2 separate regions of the Mus musculus genome follow, and region 2 is linked to region 1. Evidence: chromatin contacts called from public Hi-C data. All regions are on one chromosome and are shown on one strand. The core of a region is the stretch at or near the end of the contact, and the rest is flanking DNA. Distances in the headings are between cores, read along the strand shown.

What was found. Hi-C and Micro-C count contacts between places; a contact is called where the count stands out from the background.
Region 2: a Hi-C map of B cells shows a contact between it and region 1, with 1.7 times the contacts expected there. The contact joins two enhancer-like sites. A contact is called at or near these places in 1 of 15 datasets of contacts at CTCF or cohesin (large pre-B cells), 7 of 484 Hi-C or Micro-C datasets (B cells, the N1E-115 cell line, bone marrow-derived macrophages and 3 more), 2 of 115 datasets of contacts at active chromatin or transcription factors (astrocytes and embryonic basal ganglia) and 1 of 9 other capture datasets (embryonic stem cells).

Annotation. Positions count from the first base shown.
Region 1 is chr19:41,102,016-41,107,418 of GRCm38.p6, forward strand. Tll2 (tolloid-like 2) reads right to left here. Exons shown (of 21, transcript NM_011904.4): 11 at 3,637-3,753; 12 at 2,891-3,036; 13 at 1,665-1,860. Among named protein-coding and RNA genes, the nearest start is that of Opalin, 28 kb to the left of the region's middle. Within about 2 kb of position 2,621, at least 6 of the 459 cell types and tissues checked have an H3K27ac peak or open chromatin away from gene starts, as enhancers often do. A contact at or near this core is called in B cells, where this site is marked.
Region 2 is chr19:41,644,417-41,649,819 of GRCm38.p6, forward strand. It overlaps Slit1 (slit guidance ligand 1), which reads right to left. Exons shown (of 37, transcript NM_015748.3): 9 at 4,996-5,143; 10 at 4,569-4,640; 11 at 4,100-4,171; 12 at 2,552-2,623; 13 at 1,600-1,743. Among named protein-coding and RNA genes, the nearest start is that of Gm52407, 43 kb to the left of the region's middle. Within about 2 kb of position 2,740, at least 24 of the 459 cell types and tissues checked have an H3K27ac peak or open chromatin away from gene starts, as enhancers often do. A contact at or near this core is called in B cells, where this site is marked.

The DNA.
Region 1 (5,403 bases), core at 1,371-3,870:
TCACTGCCCGGCTAAACAGTAATAATCCCACGTCTCACGTGGAGCCCAAAATAAAGCATCTCCGAGCCATCGTTTCTTTGGAACTTCACAGTGCAACACACTTTCTTCTTTCTGTTCTACAAGGGGAAACTGAGGCTTTGGTAAGGACGTGAGGCTGCCTAGCAGGGTGGTTTGTCTGGAAGTCAGTTCTCCTGATGTCAACCCTTCAAGGGAAACCTAGGAAAAGTACCTAAGAAGAGGTGGGGCCAGGCACAGTGGCTCACATCTGTAATCCCAGCATTCAGAAGCTGAGGTGTCAGAATACTCACGAGTCCCAGTGAGGTGCAGGCAAGCCTGAACTACAGTATGACATCCTCCCTCAAAAGATAAAATAATAAAACAAAAAGGAGGTCCAAGGAAGATAGGGGTGGGAGAAGACAGGAAGGATTGGGATTCTTGTCTATCACAGCCAGGAGATGTGGGAGAGGAGGGAAGGGAAGGAGCAGTCTCCCTGATGTGGATATGGGAGGCTGGACATCAAGTGGTACCACAATAAAGAGGCCACACAGAAGGAGCTGCAAGGACCCCCTATCTCTACCAAGGGCTGGTGGCATGTTCCTGGGGACCCAGCCACAGTGTACCAGGCCTAGGGAATACTCCTGTGTCCTTAAGGGTGGTGTGCATCCTTTGAGGGTCCTGAATGGCCTTTTTGAGAAACCATGAAAGCCCCTCCTTATGCTGGATCGCCTCTGTGGCCTGGGTCTGGTTCCATCCAGGATATTTCTCCTCTTTCTGTCCTCACACCTCAGTCTCTTGGGCACCAGCACTCGGGATGGGAGACAACACCTTTGGAGTGCAAGACCTGGGATGCTTCTCTGGCTCACACCTAGGGTGTCAGGCAAGGCTGTAGAGGGTCTGGGGTCTGGGGTCAGACAAGGTTTAGATGCTTAATCTGCCACTCATGTCTAAGAGTGACCCTGAGCCACCTTTCTCAATGCTGGTCAATAATCCAAACCTAAGTGACAGGGTTATCACAGGAACAAAATGATGTCAGGTAAAGCAAGTGGCTTCCACAGGCCCTGGGATGCAATGAGCTCAGTTAATGAGGCTGCCTGGCATGTGTTATTATTAAATCAGGGTTTCACTACGTATACTTAGACCCAGTAAAATCACTAGGCTTTGAAGACTGGCTTCAGTAGGTAAAGTGTTTGCTGTGTAAGTCTGAGGACCTGAGTTCAAATCCCCAGCACCCACATAAATGCCAGGTGTGCATGGCAGGCTGATTGTAATTCTAACATCAGAAGGAGCCTTGAAGCAACCTGACTTAGCTAGGTTAGCCAAAATGAGAGACCTTGTGTCAATAGATAAGGTAGAAAGTGTTTGAGAGAGACTCCTAAGGTCACCCTCAGGCCTTCACATGCACATTCGCATACGTGCGCATGCACGCACACACCCACCCTTCGAAAGAATCACCAATAGCTTCTTTGCAGAAGCCGACTGGAGCCTGATTCTCACAGGGACGAGCCCCACAGGGAGGGCTCTATCAGCAGTTCAAGATGAACAGCCTCCTCCCTGCAGGAGCTTTGCTTGCTGCTAAGGTCTCATACAGGTTTTGGAATTCTTACACCGGGGAAAGCAATAGTTCTTCCATTGAATAAACACAGGAACAGACCGCTAAGCCATACCCTTGAAGAAATTGGCTGCAAAGCCCGCTTTATTGATGGAGCCGTCGGACACAAACTTCACCCACAGTCGGTTAGCGCTGGATTTCACGGCCTCCGGCTTCTCGTAGCCACAGAAGTGGCCAATCAGGGTGCTGTCCTCTGTGGGACCGTCTCGGATTTCCAGATAGTCATATGCACAACTGTCATGCCTTTCGATCTAAAGAGAAAGACGGGGGCCACGTTGGGGACACTGGCTGGCTTGGCTTCAAGGATTTTTAACTCAGAATCAAAACCTAACCATCTCCCTCAAATCTAAGCAGGTTGAGTTCATACCCAGCTTGTCCAGTCTGTCTCTGTTGTAAAAGTCAAGATGAATCAGGCTGAGGAGGCTCTAAGAGAAACAAGGAAGATGGGCTTGAAATGGACTTTTGGCTTCCTGTTCTTAACCAAAAGTGGAAAGTCATCTCTTTGTGTGTGTGTGTGTGTGTGTGTGTGTGTGTGTGTGTGTGTGTGTGTGAGAGAGAGAGAGAGAGAGAGAAGAGAGAGAGAGAGAGTCTCTGTATGTATGTATCTGAGTATATGTCTCTGTGTGTCTGTGTGTCTGTGTCTATGTGTATGGCTCTGTGTGTGTGTCTGTGTGTCTATGTGTATCTGTGTGTGTGTGTGTGTGAGTCTCTGTATGTATGTATCTGAGTATATGTGTCTCTGTGTGTGTGTCAGCGTATCTGTGTCTATGTGTATGGCTCTGTGTATGTGTCTGTCTATGTGTGTCTATGTGTATCTGTCTGTGTCTATTTGTATCTCTCTGTGTGTCTATGTGTGTATGCATCTCTCTCTCCCCCGACCTCTCTCTGTAGGTCAGAGGTAAACAAACCTCAGAAGACACTATTTTGTTTTTTGAGACAGGCTTTCTCACTTCCCCAGAGCACACCAGTTAGGCTAGGCTGGCTGCCAGCAAGCCCCTGGGGTTGCCTGCATGGCCTCTCAACCCTGAGGTTACAAGTATACATGGGGCTTTATGGGTACTTGGGGTCAAACTCAGGCCCTTGTGCCAGCAAGACAAGGAAACACTTCACCCACTGAGCCATCTTCCCCAGGCCCCACCCCCAGTCACTTCCGTTTGTTTTTTGGTTGGTCCAATCTGGCCTAAAACTCACTTTCCTCCTGCCTCGCCCTCCTGAGTGCTGGGGTTACTATAAGACCCTGTCTTTATAGACACCGGGGGAAAGCATCCTAGCAGCGCTCACCTCGAAGGACTGGAAGGTAAGTCCCACATGGAACCCGTCGGGCACTGTGATCCTCCACACACATTCCTTGGAAGGTCTGTAGTCGTCAGGGTAGTTGGGAGACTGAATCTGGCCTGCATCTTTGGTTATGTCTCCCCCACACATGGCTTTAGAGAGAACACAAGACAAGAAAGGGTCTTCCAAACACAGGTGAATGGCTACTTATTGCCACAAGGTGGCTCCAAGAGCCAGCATTTGCCTCTGGGTTTAACAACCCGGGCCTTGAGAGAGTTGAGTTTTTAACTCTGGATAACCGTGTAGCTACGCAGAGAAAATCTGGATTGTCCAAATTTTCAGTGATTCAAGGCAAAGTGGGCTTTGCTATGTTTCCAGTTCAGTTCCTTTCTGAGCCGGGAGGATTAAGACACGCAGAAGCTGCCCCAGGGTGATTTCACAGCCTTTCTCTTACATGGAACGGAACGTCTGCGTAGCACCACGTTTTCTATTTTCTGATGAAGCAAGAATCCAGAGATGTCAGGCCCCCTGCTTACGCTCATTCAGGTGTCCAGAGGCCACTGCCATCTCTACAGGACTCTCTACCCTGATGCCTGATACCCCAGCTGGATTGAGCGGAGAGCTCACTGAGCTTGTGACAGTGACAGAGTTTAGCACACATGGCCTTTGCCTTCCAGGGAAGGAAGCAGGCTGCGCTAAAGGACAGATGCTTGCCAGTGGCCACCTGCCTGACTGCTTTATCAAGAACAAACCTTCATATACAGCAAAGAAGCCTTTGCCCAGGCTGCTGCTGCTGCTACGGAATTCCACCCAGAGCCGGCTGTCCGAGGAGACAAGGGACTCAGGTATCTTATCGCCACAGAACCTCCCTGGAAAGAGAAAGGACAGTCAGGACACTGTGGACATTGGGCTCACCTTACCACAGCCTGAAGGAAAGATAGGAAGTAGGCAATGACCCTCAGAGTGGCAGCTGACCCCGCCACTCCACAGAGGAGCAAATATGGGCTCAAGAATGGTCTATCTGTGAGTCCATGAAGGACAAGTGTGGATTCCAGGCACTCGAAGTACAACACAGAGGGCAGGTACCTTCCCTGCCACACGTGGGTCCTGTGGCATATTTTGTGGGAGTCCCAGCGGTAGAGAGATGATGCTGAGCTATCGGTGACGTTTGTTTATTTGTTTGTTTTGTTTTATTTGCTTGCTTTGCCTGATAATTCTGAAGACACCACACCCTTCCCTTGAGGCACTGGACCCTCTGTTATCCTTGCCTCAGGAAGTAGGGCCAGAGACCAGGAAACCAAAGCTTCCTTGCATTTGAATTAATTCAAGGCCAGATGTAATACTGAAGCTTCAGGGTCGAAGAACAGTGGGCTTCCCAGATGGTGCAGATAGACCCAGAAGGGAAGAGAGAGAGAGAGAGACTGGGATGAAGAACTTTGCAGGATACAATGGAGCCCTTTAAGGTCTAATTCTACACATCCTCTTCCTCCAAGCTAAGACTATGGCTCGGGCAGGATGATGAAGACCACAAGTAGACTTAAAGATCTGGGAGAACAGGAAGTAGTGTCCCCAGCCCCTGGACAGAGCCCAGCAGGGTAACAAGATCCAAGAGACCCCTGTTCTTTCTGGGCCCAGTATGGAATTGTCTATGTGGCTTGTCCAGACCTTTGCCCATGACACAGCCATGCAGAGTTCCCCATGCCAAGCCTAAGGTGACATGTAAGCATGACTACCAACTCCTGAGCAAGTATGGAGGTGACTTTCCCACAGTTCACAGGCCTTGAGTAGCCATAGAGTGTCTCACCAGCTTGGAGGAAGGTCCACGTGGACTTGGGTGTCACTTGAGCTGCCTCGAGTTGAGACAATAAGGAAGCAACAGGCACTGAGCTACAGCTTAAGCCCAGGGTCTCACTCTGTAGCCCAGGCTGGCATTATTGTCACTAAGTAGCCCAGGCTGGCCTCAAACTTGCTGGATCCTCCTGCCTCAGCCTCTCCAGCACTGAAATTATAAGCTCGTGCCACTGTAACTGGCTTCCAGTGTTTACAAAGGCAGGGACTTTAACCATGAGTGGGTGGGAAGCCCTGGTCGAGGCACTAGACACCATAATTATGTCTTATTCTTCTGAGAAAAGTAGAAAGTCACTAGGCTGGGGAAGGACTGGTGACACTGTGGCCTTTTCCAGATGGTCAGCGCTGGCTTATACTCTTCGAGGGAAAACGGGGTTGAGGGCTGCCAGTCAGTTCTGCTTCCTCCTGGTTCTGGCTCTCTCTAGCCCTTTGGATTTAGAGGTCTTCCTATTTAGTGCAATAAAATGACTGTCGAGACTTTGAGAAAGAAAAGTACACTGGAAGAGTTGGGGAGACGCCTCTGTGTAAGCACGCGGACTTAAATTTGTGCCCCAGAAGTGAGATCAGACAGCTGGGCGGCGTGTTCTTACAGTTCTCACACTAGAGAGGCGGAGCCTCACTGGCTCGCCAGCCTGACGGTGGGTGGTATCTGAAGAACGACGCCCAGTGGG
Region 2 (5,403 bases), core at 1,490-3,989, 540 kb after region 1:
ATGAAGTTTTGCCCAAGAACCCAGGGACCATGGACTGAACCGTCTGAAACAGTGAGCCCAGAATAAGTAAGTCTCCCTCCTCAGTTGCTTACACGGGGCGTTTCCTGCCACATCATCAAGGAGGAAAGAAACTGACTCGTGTCTACAGATGAAGAATGGCATTAGGAACACATCAATCCTGTTGCATAGGCAACATCAAATCTTGACTCCAACAGAGAATGAAAATTTGTGTGACACACACGAGACAGGCAGAAGTTCAAACGCTGACTTCAATGTTTGATGGTCTCTAAGAACTAGTTATTAAGTTTTTAGACATGCTAACAGTCTTGCAGGTTTTGCTCATTTTGTGTTGTTGAGAGTAGAGCTCGGGCCCCATGCGTGCAAGCCAAGCACTCCGACCCTGAACTATATCCCCAGTCCTTGTGGCTGCAGAGGCCAGAGACAGAGGACAGACAATGGCTGGCATTCCCTTCCAACCAACCAGTTTGGGTGGTGTGAAAAGGGTTGGGGGAGAAAAGCCAGACCGGGCTGGAGTTAAAGCTAGTAATGAGCCACTTGGGACTTTACCACTTCTGCTATGATTTGAAGTCTCCACAGCAAGGGAGCACAGCTCTCCATGGCCAGGAGCACAGCTCTCCACAGTGAGGGAGCACAACATTCCATAGCAAGGGAGTACAGCATTACACAGCAGAGGAATACAGCTCTCCACAGCTAGGGAGCACACACTATAAAGAGAGAGCACAACTCTCCATATCAAGGGAGCACTGCATCCCTCAGCAAGGGAGCACTGCATCCCTCAGCAAGGGAGCACTGCATCCCTCAACAAGGGAGCACTGCATCCCACAGCAAGGGAGCACTGCATCCCTCAGCAAGGGAGCACTGCATCCCTCAGCAAGGGAGCACTGCATCCCTCAGCAAGGGAGCACTGCATCCCTCAGCAAGGGAGCACTGCATCCCTCAGCAAGGGAGCACTGCATCCCTCAGCAAGGGAGCACTGCATCCCTCAGCAAGGGAGCACTGCATCCCTCAGCAAGGGAGCACAGCTCTCCACAGTGACGGAGACTAGATTCAGTGCTTCCTGGTTTCTCTGTTTCCCATCAGACTCAGCATTACCACTCTCCAGATGCACTATTACTTAATGAACTTCTAAGAAAAGAACGTGTTGCTGATTAAATGATATGCCATCCCTGAGAACACAGAGCTGTTAATGTGGAAACACGGCTTTGAATCCAGAGACGCCGTTAACGTTGCCATTAGTAAACTCAAGCTGGCGTTTAGCCAACATCTCTGTGCGCGCTTATGTTGTAAACACCTGTAAATCTCATAACAACTGTATGAAGATGCCCTTGTTTTATGGAGAGTTAAGAGGAAGGCTCAGGGGAGCAAATTAACTTGTCCTAGGGTCACCCAGTCAATGAGAGTCTTCACTGATCTGTGACCCAGGATCATTCAAGAGTCTGTAGACATCTTTCCTTAGTGGGAGGACACCTCACTGTACACAGCAGTCGAGGAGAGGCTGCTACTTAGACCCCAAAGTTGTACCCACACTAGGCCAACCTGCTGGGCGGGGAGAGAGAAATAGGAAGAGGAGAAGCTCACAGTGTCTGGATGGCCCGTAGGGAGGTGAAGGTGCCCTTGGCGAGACTCTGGATCTTGTTGTCATACAGGGAGAGCAGAGAGAGGTTCTGCAGGTCCTGGAAGGCATCAGGCCGGATGCAGTTGATCTTGTTGGCATTTAGAAGCCTGTAGGCAGAGCCAGGCTGGGAGGTGAGAGAGGGGCAAGGCCTGACCCTTCACACGCCCTGCACCATCCTGGTCCTGGACACTGGGGCCCTTAGGGCACACCACAGTGCCTTCTCCATCTTTGTCCACATGGTGAGTCTCCAAGTTGACTGCAGGATAGCATCGGGATAGAGAGGTTCCTCCTGTCCAGGATCCCACAGGGTCCCCATGCACGCACAGGGGTGTTTCAATATAGTATTGTCTAGGTTTAGATTCCTGGCCTGAATTCTCTTGACTCCAGGAGGCAGAGCTGACCTGAGGACCCCTCTAAGAGACAGCCCTGTCCCCAAAGAACACAGGTGACATCCCATGAACCTCTGGGTCCTGATGTCCAGCAAAGAGCTCTGAGAGCCTGCCTCCATCTCCACATGTGACTGCGTAGCCTTTCTTCATGTTCCTGTCTCAGGTGAGTCTTGTACCCCACGTGTGTTGTGAACTGAAGTTCTCAGAAAAAGTCACACCCCATGTTAAAGATTCTACAAGGCTGGTGGCCTGACCAGGACTTCATGATTGAGGAGAGTTAGACTATGGACAATCTAGAGACAAATTCTCTTGGATTGTTCCCACCTTAGTAGCTGCTCTGACACCCTGAGTACTATAAGGTCACAATTTGGGGCTATATTAACAGACCCTTAGCTTCTACCAACCCCAAGCTAAAATTATCAACAGAAACCATCTGAAAGCTGTGGTAGAGAACAGAGTGGGGTGGGAGTGTCTCTGGGAAGCCAGAGGGATGTGGGCCTAAGGATACCCTAAGATCGTTCCTTACAGCAGCTGGAGTGTGTACAGGCCTCCAAATACACCTCGGGGCAGGTCTGTAATCTTGTTGCCATAGAGGACCCTGGAGAAAAGACAGCAGAAGGGGAAGTCAGAGGAGGCATCTTTGCCAAACCGCAGCAGGGCTCTGCAGACCCACAGGCAGCCTCTCCACCAATACGGTTACTACAGCATCTTGCCAGCAGGTGGCAGTAATGAATCTTCAAGCGGCCCATCTCCAGGAGGCAGGAACGTTCCCTCCCCATAGGTTAGATTTCTGCAACTGGGGGGTGTAATTTTGTTCCTGTGTTCACCCCCTCTGCCCTTCCCAACCCCAGTGAACCCCACAGAAGTCTGCAGAGATGCCCTTCAGAAGGACCCCACGAGAAAGTAATTCGGTCTCAGATCCAAAGGAGAAACAGTCTCTCTGGGCAGGAAGGAGGAACATATTTTGAGAGAGACGTGGGGGAAAAAATAGAACGGCAGACAGCACGTGCGATAGGTGGTGGGATTGCAAGTGGTGTATTTTTACACTTTGATATTTGCAAAGTTTCCTGCACTGAGCATGAATGAGTCCTGTGTATAATGAGAGGGCGGGGGGTGGGGGGGCACACAGTATAAAGAAATCACGCGCAGTGAGGAGCGTGCATTTCACTCCTAGTGTAATCAGTCAGAGTGAAAAATCCTGCACGTCGTCTCCTCAGATATGGCTTGGAGAGCCTTCCCAGAGGCCGGCAGAGCAGGGGTAAATCTAGCAGAAATCTAGCCTACGGGGAGGGTACGTTCCTGCCTCCTGGAGATGGGCCTCCTGAGGTAAGGACCACATGGGGACCACATAAGGTGACTTGAATGGGGGAGGAACTAGATGGCAGCCTACAGGAAGACAGCCAGACTCAAGACGTGGTCAGATGCCTGTCCCTCAGCTGTGCTGGAAGCTGCAGGGTAGAGATGGAGAAGAGGGGAAACCTGGGCAGAAAGATGAGGCCAGGGCTGGCTATGGTGGAAACAGACAACATGAGATTCGTGTGTTTGATCCCAGCATGCAGTTTCCTAGAGAGTTGAAAGCTGGCCTTGACCCCAGGAGTGACAGGGATGCATTGAAATGGACCTTTGGTCTCTTCTACACTGACATGAGATCCAATGAGAAGTAACTGTATTCATATCTCACAGGAGAAAAAACAAAACAAAACGAAACCCCTATAGGCTACCCAAGGTCTGATCATCTCCGCGGTGCCAGTGCGTGCTCAGGCTGTCATGCACAGCTGTGGGGGCTGCACACTGCACAACTTCATGTGCACCATCCACAGCCGGCGGTACCTATCATCTTGGACTCTCTCTCCTCCACAAGAAGGCATGCATAGAAGCTGGGAGCTGGGAGCTGGGAGCCTGGAGCCTCCTGTCTTCCCTAACAGTGAGCTGTCCAGTTCATTCTGCTTGCCGGGGCGGCTAGGCCGTGCAATCGTGTGTCTGTGCTACCCAGTGCCTGAGAGCATCGCAGGGCTCTGAACCATCAGGAGCTTGGCCTGCTACAAAGCCCACCAGACTTGGGCGTTCTACTCACAGGGAATTCAAGGAGCGCAGGCCTTGGAAGGCGTCGGGTGCAATCTCTGCAATCTGGTTGTTGCTCAGGTCTCTGCAAGGGGAGCAGAGAGAAGATGGCTGCCCCAAGGCTGCAAACCTGGTCTCCCAACCACATGGGGGAGGGAGGCTCTTAAAAACTAAAAAGGCCAGCTGCCCACTCAGGCAAACACCCACAGGCTACTTTTTCTCCATCCCAGGGCTCTAAGGCCTTTTCACTGGCCTTCCATTGTCACGATAAAGTGACAAGCAGCTTCGAACATGAGCCAGGCTTGAACTTGGTTCCCAGGGCCTCACAGATACTCTGCCACCCCATATCCCAGACAACAGCCCCAGATGCAGGAAGGCCAGGCCGGGTCTGAGTCAAGGTCTGAGCCTAGGTTGTGAGACAGGTCTGGCCCCAGACTCTTCCTCCTGATAGCTGGAGACTGCCAGGAAAGGCCCGCACTCACATCCTGCGCAGCTTTCTGTAGGGAGAGAAGGCTCCGGGTGGGATGGATTTGATACCGTTCAACTCCAGGCGGCTGCAGGGAGAGGAAGATTGTGAGAAGACTGAGGGTCACCCTTAGCAACCAACTACTGGTCCCAGAAACCCCTTCCCCTGTGGGGCCAATGTTTGTTAAGGAGATGGACACATGCTGTGATTTGAGCCCCCAAATCCCAGCTTTCTGTGGCTGAAGGGACCCCATGGTGATGCTACAGTAAGAAACCCACGCTGGCAGCCCCAGCCGACTGGGTTGGGTGTGGACCTTGAAGGGATACCCTCTCCTTCGTGCTTGGGAGCTTTCCAGCCTTGTACAGGGAGCTCGAGAAACCTGGGAAAGCTGGGGTGCTACTTCCCATTGGCGGACAGAACAGCCTGCTTAGCCCTGCACTCACATCTCTGTCATGGTCTCTGGAAGGTTAGCAGGGATGGCAGTGAGGCCCTTGCCACGGCAGTCCACGATGCCGCTGCTACAGCTGCACATGGCTGGGCAGGAACCGGACGAGAGGGTGCAGGCAGGTGCTCCCGCAGCCTCCCCCTGGCCTGCAGAGACAGGAGGTGTGATGTCAGAGAGCCTCACATTGCCGCTCCCCTCCCCTCTCCAGATCGGCAGCTGGGAGAGCACAGGTGGCAGTCTGTGGAGGAGGCTCACTCATAGGAGCTCCCCAGGGGTGCAAGAACAAGAGAACACACTGAATGTCTGGGGTCCATGCAACTACAAGGACAGAGCTGACGGCTCTCGAAGCTGATTCAAGATCAGCTGGAAAATTCTATTCTAGAGTTCTGAAGCTCAAATCACCCAG